Regions from separate parts of the Gossypium hirsutum genome. Here region 1 is linked to region 2. Evidence: chromatin contacts called from public Hi-C data. All regions are on one chromosome and are shown on one strand. Each heading gives the region's core, a stretch centred on a gene start, on an enhancer-like site or on the middle of the called end of the contact. The rest is flanking DNA. Distances are from core to core; before and after follow the strand shown.

The links. Hi-C and Micro-C count contacts between places; a contact is called where the count stands out from the background.
Region 1: a Hi-C map of leaf shows a contact between it and region 2, with 2.9 times the contacts expected there. The contact joins the promoter of LOC107886369 here to the promoter of LOC107886242 in region 2. A contact is called at or near these places in 11 of 34 Hi-C or Micro-C datasets (callus, fibers, hypocotyl and 2 more).

What each region holds. Positions count from the first base shown.
Region 1 is chrA03:12,387,025-12,392,046 of Gossypium_hirsutum_v2.1, reverse strand. LOC107886369 (serine/threonine-protein kinase rio1) reads left to right here and starts at 3,317. Exons shown (of 12, transcript XM_016810297.2): 1 at 3,317-3,765; 2 at 3,872-4,000; 3 at 4,103-4,195; 4 at 4,299-4,378; 5 at 4,740-4,853; 6 at 4,978-5,022. The coding sequence starts at 3,469.
Region 2 is chrA03:12,158,794-12,163,704 of Gossypium_hirsutum_v2.1, reverse strand. LOC107886242 (COMM domain-containing protein 9) reads right to left here and starts at 2,098. Exons shown (of 5, transcript XM_016810121.2): 1 at 1,728-2,098; 2 at 509-679; 3 at 314-403; 4 at 1-113. The coding sequence starts at 1,901. LOC107886244 (a long non-coding RNA gene) reads right to left here. Exons shown (of 5, transcript XR_001680672.2): 5 at 3,138-4,343.

The DNA.
Region 1 (5,022 bases), core at 2,068-4,567, 230 kb before region 2:
AAAATATATGAATTAAAAATAAAAATTTTAAAAATATGGAAAATTTTAAAATATAGAAAATTATTAAAATTATTATAAATATATAAAAGTGTAAATAATCATAATATTTTTTTAAATAAAATTATATAAAATTACAAAAAAAATCAAAATTTTAAAAATATTTACATCTTTATATACAACCTCGGTTGTCACTTGAATTCTTAACCTATTTTTCTACCTTAATTTGCATTTCAAAATCTACCATTAAGAATGGACAATGAAGGTGTAAGCTTTGAGGAGGTTCACAATATATGAACACAATAGATAACTTCAAGGGACAAATAATGGTTAGTGTGCAAAAAAAAAATTGTTTATATATATATATTTCAAATGTTTTTAGTTTGTTTTTATAATTTTTATGCTTTTAATGATATTTTTAAAATTTTATTAAAGTTTAATATTTTTGTATTTTTAAATACTTTTTCATAATTCATATAATTTTATAATTTTTTACACTTTTTATAATATTTTTAATTATTTTTGCACTTTTATATATTTTTATAGTTTTTTTAATTTGTAATTTTTTTTAAAATATTTTTTATAATTTTAAATATAAAACATCATATTTTGCCATGTGGTACAATCTTAAAGTGTCATGTAGCGAAAACAACTCTAAAAAAATAACAATTACCCTTTTATGGTTGCTGGTTAACTTTAATCATTATAGAGCTTAATTAATTGTAATTTTAAAATTCAGGAACTTGAAAAATATAAGAATTTAATTGGTTTTTTTGAAAAAATTGAAGAGCTTATATACCCTTACGTTATTTTTTGTCGTTTTTTTAATTACTTTTTTTTATAGCATTATTGTGTAAAGAATCAGATATTATTAGATTTATTTTTTTAGCTTATTGAATTGCCAAAGGTAAATGTTATTATTAAGGTTAAGACGAATTTAGAAAAAAAAATTAGTGGATTAAAATTAAATTATAATATTTTAAGAGGTTAAAATATAATTGTTAAAGTACCTAAATTTTAAATTAGTTGTGATTTTTTTCTTGAATTATTCTATTTATGTTATCCATTACATTATTTATATTTATATTTTTTTTATTACTGCTAGGGAATAATTTGAGAAAAAGTAACTTACACTTTATTTTTGACATGTTTTTTTATCATTTGGACTTCTGTTTTGTGCTCATAATATAACTATAGGAAGGCACCCAAAAATTAGGAGTGAATATTCGATTGAGTAAAAAATTTTCAAGTTAGTTGAGTTGACGAATCCTATTTTAGCAACCAAACTCAATTTGAATTTTTTTCTAATCGGATCAAATCAAATCAAAAAATTTTAAGTCAAGTCGAGTCGAGTTAGTGAATCCTATTATTTATACTTAATATTGTGTTTACATGAACCGATTATTTAACTAGTAAACAAAGTATAAAATTATTTAACTATATAAACAATATAATGATTTTACCTTTTAACTTAATGAGTAAACATTTATCAAAACAATGTAGTTTTGCCTAACTTAATGATTTTGACTTTTAACTTTAGAAAATGTAAACATTTATTAAAATGGTGTAGTTTTGCCTTTTCTTTTTTGGATTTTTGGATAACTCGAATTTTGTAATTCATATTCGAGTTAAAACGGAAAACTTAATTTTTTATTCGAGTTAATCAAAATAACTTGATTAACTCAAACAACTCGAACTATTTAATTCAAAATTTGAAAATTTTATCAAGTTTTTCGAATTGAACCAGATTTTGCTTACCCCTACCAAAAACGGTATGAAAATTTGACACGAAAATTACCGAAAAACCTAGAAAAAAAATTGCTTTATGTATTCAAGAAAAATTTTGTATTTTCTCCATTATATTATTTCTACCCTATAAATATACACTACTAGGGGAGACAGGGATATCTCGAACTTTATTTGATTTTGCATTTTATTTTCTTTATGGCTTGTTAAACTCTTTTTTTCTAGTTGAAGTAATATTCAGAATTTGATTATACAAGTTTGTAAGATCAAATTGCTTTGAACCTTTCTTTGCTCTTTGGTGTTTATATGTCTTATGATTTAATTACAATTGTTCAGGTTTGTTAACTATTCAGTCAATATTTGATAGCTTAAAATAATTGTTTTGTCAATTAAATAATTAGTCGATTGATTGATTTCTAATATTTGTGACAACTATATGATTATATGTGTAGTGTGAGTATACAATCTAACTTAAATAAACCTTGATTATGCATTTCTTAGTTACTATTGAGCCTCTTTCGTTCTCAAGGATATTGATAAATTAAATTCCTAAGCGATTGTTATAGGATTGTTTGTCAATAAGGGAAATAATTAATGACAATTATCTTGATTAGCAAGAAAGTATGAATAAATTAAGTTACTAGGTGATCATCGGCATTTATAACTAATTTATTAAAAGATACTTAAATTTATCTTTGTATCAATAATCAAACCTTTAATCAAACAAAGAATTTACTTTGACTATAGTTTTATCTCATTGATTTTTTCTAAAATTTTAATTATTGCTTTCTTTGCTTTTTCTAAATCTTAATTTTAATTTTTGAATTTTTCTTTATTTTATTTGTTTTAGTTGAAGGAATAAAGTTACTTTAGATTTTTTGGATTCAACCATACTTATGGTTCCTACTAATTATGTCTTTTCAAGTTTATTCAATGGCTTAATAGTAAAAAAGGCCCTCAACAAAAAATTTAAAATTTAATCAAGTCCTTATGAAAAATTTTGCACTTAACTAAGCCTTTAATGATGAAAAATTAATCAATTTAGCTCTTAAAGGGGAAAAATTAATCAATCAAGCCTTCCGTTAACATTGACCAAGTATGACCATTAAGTTTTTTTGACGTGACTGATGGAACAATCGGACGAAGACACATGGCATCTATGTGTATATCATATCATGTTAATGTTTCCCACGTCAACAAATATTTTTAAAAAATAAATAATCCTAAAAAGCAAATGATTTTTAAAATAAGTATTTAAAATTTGATCATAATATAACAAATTTATCTCGCTTTTATGTAAATGTATAAATGTTGAGGTCGAATTTGTTGAATTTTTTAGAATTCATGCTAAAATGATAAAATATGTAAATATTAAAGGCTAAATTTATTATTATAACAATTAAAATTATGTACAATTGAGGAAATATATTAATTTTGAGATTAATTACCCTTAATTGCTCACTTTTAAAATTGTTAAGGATTAAATTGCTTCAATTTGTTTTGAGAGGGACTATTTTATTTAATTTTGAGGGATTGTTTAAGTTCTTTTATTTTTTAAAATGTCTGGATAGAAAAGCCGAACCGAAAAGTCCCGCTCGAAGATTTCGCATGGGCCGGTCAGCCCATTCAAGTGAAGAGGGAATTCATTCCTCCATTTTTAGGGTTTTAAAGCCGTAACCGATTGCCGCCAATAATCTTCCCGTTTCCTCTGGAAGCGTAAAAGCTATGTCGGCGGGGATGTCTAAATTGGGAGAGAAACCAGAAGCAGCACCGAACGATGCAGCGGATTATGAAGATGAGGAAGAAGACTTGTCGTGGTCATCCGATTCTGAAATCGTCGAGGCATTGGATTATTTGGATTCCAAGGTCGATGACGAGTTCATTGATAGTTCTTTCACGCTTGCGTCGAGGCGGCCTAACGCTCACGGCGGTGTTCACTCTAGGCCTAATTCGTCCGCTCTTCAACCTCTCTCCAACCGTAACCAGAAGTTCTCTAATCATATTCGAGCTTCCCCTTTAGAGGTAAAAATACATTGTCACGATCATTTAAGCTTATTATTATTATTATTATTGTTATTATTATTATTATTTTGTTTCTTCCAATTGGATTACTGAATGAATGGTGTAGGAGTGGGAAGGGAGGATAAATGTTGGAATGTCGAACTCGGTTACAACTGCAATTCGTGAAAGTGTTCGTGAAATGGCCATTGGTAAAACTAAAACTACTGAGAAAGCTGATCGTGCAACTGTTGAGCAGGTGAAATTACTCGTAGTTGATTGCTCTGAATATTTTGATGATTTTTTCTTATTAGTTACTAGTATTTTGGAAGATTGAGCTCATCATGAAGTTGTTCTGCAGGCTATTGATCCAAGAACTCGTATGGTTCTGTTTAAAATGCTTAACCGCGGTGTGTTTCATGATATCAACGGCTGCATTTCAACTGGAAAAGAAGTATGTAATGTGATGTTATTGTTAGATGTTAATTGTTCATGCTTCAGTTTGTAAAATCATAGTCTGATGAAATCACGTGATATTTAGTTCGTTCTTTGAACAGGCAAATGTATATCATGCAACAAAATCTGATGGTCAGGAACTAGCAATCAAAGTATATAAAACTTCTGTTTTGGTTTTCAAGTAAGTGGTGTTTTGATTAGATAATTAGACTTCAAACCTTTTCAATTTTGTCCCAACATTATAGAACATTCCCCCTTTTAATGTGTTAAGAATTAGTGAAGAATTGGTGAGATGAGGGCACTGGATGTAAGCATAATTGTTCCTTTCCATTTGGTGGTATTGTTTTTGGATGAATGTTCTTGATTTCATCATAGATGTTAGCTTGCACTTGTGGTCTTCTATTCCTTATTTGATGTAGCATATCACTTTGTGAGATCTGCTGTTGTATTTTATTTTTCTACAATATTAGATCCCGTGTTTTCATGCCAAAATTTTTGCATGTTAAAAATTGTAATCAATTGGTTTCTGATAATAACTCAAGGGATCGAGATCGATATGTACAAGGTGATTACCGGTTCAGATATGGTTATTGTAAGCACAATCCTAGAAAAATGGTGAAGACATGGGCTGAGAAAGAAATGAGGAATCTTATGAGGTAAAACAAGATTTTAATTATTTCCCGTTTACCTTTGATTCTGTGAACAGATATACATGACTAATTATGTGTGCATCGTTTTGCTTGCTTTTTCATGAGTGGAGATGTTTGTTTTGAGTTGCAGGCTTAAGGCTGCAGGAATTAGATGCCCAACTCCATTACTTTTGAG
Region 2 (4,911 bases), core at 849-3,348:
TTCGACAACTGATCTCTTATACTGTACACAGACTTCAGCATTGTATCCAGGGTTTCTTTGGCTAATTGGAATGACAAATCCGACTCTTGTGGACACTGCATATCATTTTGGAGCTGCATAAAGAGCAAGCAAAGTAAAAAAAACATCATATCACTACTTTGGGAGAATAAAGAAAATCATGCAATCCAGAAAAAGTACATATTATGTTAACATTTTAAAGATGATAAATTACCCAATTCCATACATGTGAAAATCTCCAATCTGTAACATAAAGGCATCCATGGCACCAACTTGTCAACAAAAAGGTTCATACCTTCAAATTGATAACAGCCACTGGTTCCCTCACTTCACTGTCCTGAGTTGCCAAATTCCAAGTCATTGTCTTTAAGCGTGGCAAAGAAACCTGATTTTAATTAATTTAAGAAGTAAAATTGTTACCTATACCATCCATGATCCAACTAAATTTGGGATAAATATTCCTAAAATAGAGCAAAATAAAATTCCTGACCTTATCCATGTGTACATCTGCACGCCATTCTCTTTGAAACTTTTGCAGCAAAAGTGTCATCAGTCTTTGTAATTCAGGAAGAACCTCACTAGGAAACAGCTTTTGAATATCATCTTTGCTGATGTTCTCATAAACACATTTACGCATTAACATGCGGAGACATACTAGAAGCTGAAGAGTAGAAGCATACGTAATTTATCTCACTAAGTAACAGCCAGATAAGATAAAAGATCTATGCCTTTTGGGCACACAACGCATAAATGCTAATTTGAAGAGAGATTATATAAAATATTTTTCTCAATACGAGGTCAGCAACTGCAATATTAAGGACATAAGTATATGAAACCAATATGGGAATAAATCTTTGATACAAGTGGAATATCGAGGGATACAACAAACAATTTGATGAGCCAAATTCCAGAGAAAGAAAAATCCAGAAACAACCCGAAGCAGTAATTTCCATGTTAAGTCTCTAGCTTCAGCATATAATACTTAAAACTGAACTTGAGAAATCTTTATACCAACTAGAGATCATTGATGGAAAGAAACAATTATATGAGCCAAAATCTAGGGAAAGCAAAATCCAGAAACAACCAGAGGAAGTAATTTCCATGTTAGATCCAGCTCCAGCATACAACAATCAAAACTAAACTCGAAATTTCACCAAAAAAAAAAACTAAACTTGAAAAGGAAACAATTAGATAGCCAAAATCTAGGGAAAGCAAAATCCAGAAACAACCAGAGGAAGTAATTTCCATGTTAGATCCAGCTCCAGCATACAACAATCAAAACTAAACTCGAAATTTCACCAAAAAAAAAAAACTAAACTCGAAAAGGAAACAATTAGATAGCCAAAATCTAGGAAAGCAAATGTGAGAAACAGCCTAAGGAAGCAACATCACTGTAAAGTGCAGCTCTAGCATATAACAACCAGAACTGAACTCCAAAACTCTTTATAGCAGATACAGATCATTGAGCATAAGAAAATTAATAAAGCTCAATATTTCAAATCTTTTTATCAAATCAGAAAGTTGTTCTTACTAGTTTGCTTGCTACTTTAATCAACACTGTTGTTAAAGAGTAGTACTATTGTTAAAAGCTAGCATCTTACAGAAATAACAACGGCAATAGGGAAGTACAACAAAATGTTTAGCAAAAACCAAATACTATAATCTTTACTAACAACGATGAGCATTTGAGTGAGGGAGTGGATAATTACTGGGTCAAGGTCGGACTCGTTTTGGAGCTGAAGCATTTGGCAGATGAGTCGACGGTCGTCGGCGTCGAGACCAGTCTTCCGGGTTCTCCAAAGGGTTTGAAGAATATATTCCACCGATTCTTTGGAGTTGGCTCTTACTAACAAGGGTAGATGTCCCCAAAGCGTACGCTCCATTAGGTACCTCTTATCTCCTTCAAACTTTTGATATTAACTTCTCAAGCTCTTCCGGGTAAGCAAAGTGTCATTAAAAATAGCCTCCCCACAAGACCTAGAGTTGGAATCGGATTTTGCTCGCTTTAACGACACAGGCTACGGCGCTCGAAATCGATGGGAGTTATGCCCGGACAAACTTGAGACTGTAGATTCAACCCGGAAGCCCAACTTGGCAACCTCTCCATGGGCCAGGCCATCCATCTTAACAATTTCTCTTTTCTTTCAATTTAGGGCCGATTTTGTTTGTGAATTAATTTTTTCTAGTCCTAAACTTACAACAAAATTCATGATGTAATTTTTCATCAAAGAAAGTAGTAAGAACGAGGAATTAAATTAACAAAATTTATGCATTATTACTTTTAAGCATATTTTATTTTATATTTTTTCATATGATTAATTATGAACAAGTTGAATTAATTGGTATGTGTTATTAAATTAAATTAATTTGTTTATCATGAGTTTTAAATTCAAATAATCAATTTATAAGTTTATAATGATCTAAATTCATAGTAGAATATTTAATAAGAGAACTTAATAGTTTATTAAATGGGATAAATCTAAAAATTATACATGAACTTTGATTTAATGTGTAATTGTATATATAAACTTTAATTTTGTGCAATTATGCATGTGAAACTTTAATTGTGATTCAAATGTATACTTAAAACTTTATTTTTTATTTAATCATACATGTTTTAAAGAAATAAATACATCTATTTATTTTTATATTGGATAAATATAATTATTTATGAATGCAATATATAAACATAAAATAATGTTATATCAATAATTGTGTTATATAATTTACAAGAATTGGATCAAATCAAAATTTCATGTATAAAACTACACAAAATCAAAGTTCATGTATACAATTGCACATTAAACCATAGTTGATGTATAGTTTTGATATTTATCCATTATTAAATTGATACATTTAATTCCACTCATTGAAGATTGTTTTCATTTAATAAATTATTATTAGGATTTTCATGTAAAATTTAAATATTTTATAGAAATAATGTTTTAATTAAGACCATTTTTTTTAATAATTTATAATTAATAAGTTTTGTTTATATGAAATAGTTATAATTTTGCTAAAATTTTCGATAATATGTTGTTATAAAAAACTAATTTAATAAAGAATGTATTTTATAACTGTAGTTGTTATTGTTATAAGTGAAAAGTTGTTACAGAGCGTTAAAATAAAATGTAAAAAATCGATTTTACTATAAACTTGGTCATTATAGCGGATGAGTACAGTTACAGAGAGAGCTGACTGTAATAAAATGTAAAATGGATTAAAATAAAGGGATAATATCACATTTGGTACATATATTTTTAAAAATGTCCATTGTGATACTTATTCTTTGAAATGTACAATGTGATACCTAAACAATCAATTTGTGTATTATTTGGTACTTATACTTTCAAAAAATGTGCAATGTGGTATATATATTTTGAAATTGTTCAATGTGGTATGTGAACTATTATTTGGTACTTATATTTTTATAATATGTTCAATGTGATACTTATACTTTTAAAATGTTTAATATGTATATTATTATGTACATGGAGTTAACACCCTAAGTAAATGTTAAACTAACCAATGAAAATTTAATATGTAAATTTTTTTTCCTAATTATCAATTCTACACCGATAATGTAATATTATATAAAAAGCTAAATAAAAAATTAAATTAAATTAAAAAAATAGAACTAAACCACGTAAGTTTAACCTTTAAAAGATCAATATCTCTTCTCAAAGGAGATTTAAATAGCAGAGTAGTAATAGGTCTCAGCTTTCAATTTTTAACTCAATTTTTTTCTTTTAAAACCCTAAAAAATTTTCCAAATTTTATAATAATAAAAAACTCAAAATTTTATGTCTTTTGCTTGACTTATTAAACTTAAGTGGAAGGTTGAATAACTTGATTTAGACTACCATGAGATATTCTAAATTTTGCTTCAAAAATGTTTGGGTTCATCTTAAGTTAAAAAGGTGAAATTTTTGAAAGAAACCGAAAAAAAAATCAAGATCAATTTTTTGCAATTAAAGTTTCATGAGGAGAAAACTTGATTTCAAATGGAAAGCTCATTTTGAAAAGATAACATTAGTTACTTTAATGAAGAATATGACATTTTTGCTTATGTAAGTTTAGTATTTACTTAACGCTAGATCTTATAAGAAAAAGAAAACATGGTATACTTCGTCTTCTGTATCATATAGAAATTGTTTATTATTTAAAAATAGCGTTGAGAACAGGTCTGCTACCCTAGCACGCAACTTTCTGCTTTCTCTGGCAAGTTTTTAGGTTTTTATTGAGTCTTCTGTTTTGTTGGTAGCAACCATCTTTAAAGTCCTCTTTAATCTTTAGAAAAAGGTTATGTACGTTTGAGATTTTACCTGCATCCATAGAAATAGATTTTGTTGGATTAACGCTCAATGAAAAAGAAGAAGAAGTTTTACAACTACAAGTAGATTCGAACACGGAAAGAGAAGTGGGGACTTTTAGGTTGGTGAGATGCTTTTTAACAGCCAGTATTATTCACTTCCTAGCAATGAATAGCACTATGGCCAACCTATGGCATCCTGTTCGTGGTGTTCAAATTCGAGATCCGGGGGAGAAAAAGTATTTATTTCAATTTTTTCATGTTATGAATATGGATAGGATTTTGAAGGGGTCGCCATGGACTTTTAATAATCATTTATTAGTGTTATACAAGCTGCAATGGGGGGAGGATCCATTAAAAGTTCCTTTAATTTTAACACATTTTGTAGGTACAAATTCATGATGTTCCTATAGGTTTTTTTCTGACAATTTGGCTATGCAATTGGGTAATTTCATAGGAAGTTTTATGGAGTATGATGGCTTGAATCTGGTGAAAGAGAATCAAATATTAGATTTAAGTATTAAAGATTATCACTTTTTTGTTTCTATTTTGGCCGTTTGGGCCATAATGATTCTTTTTGT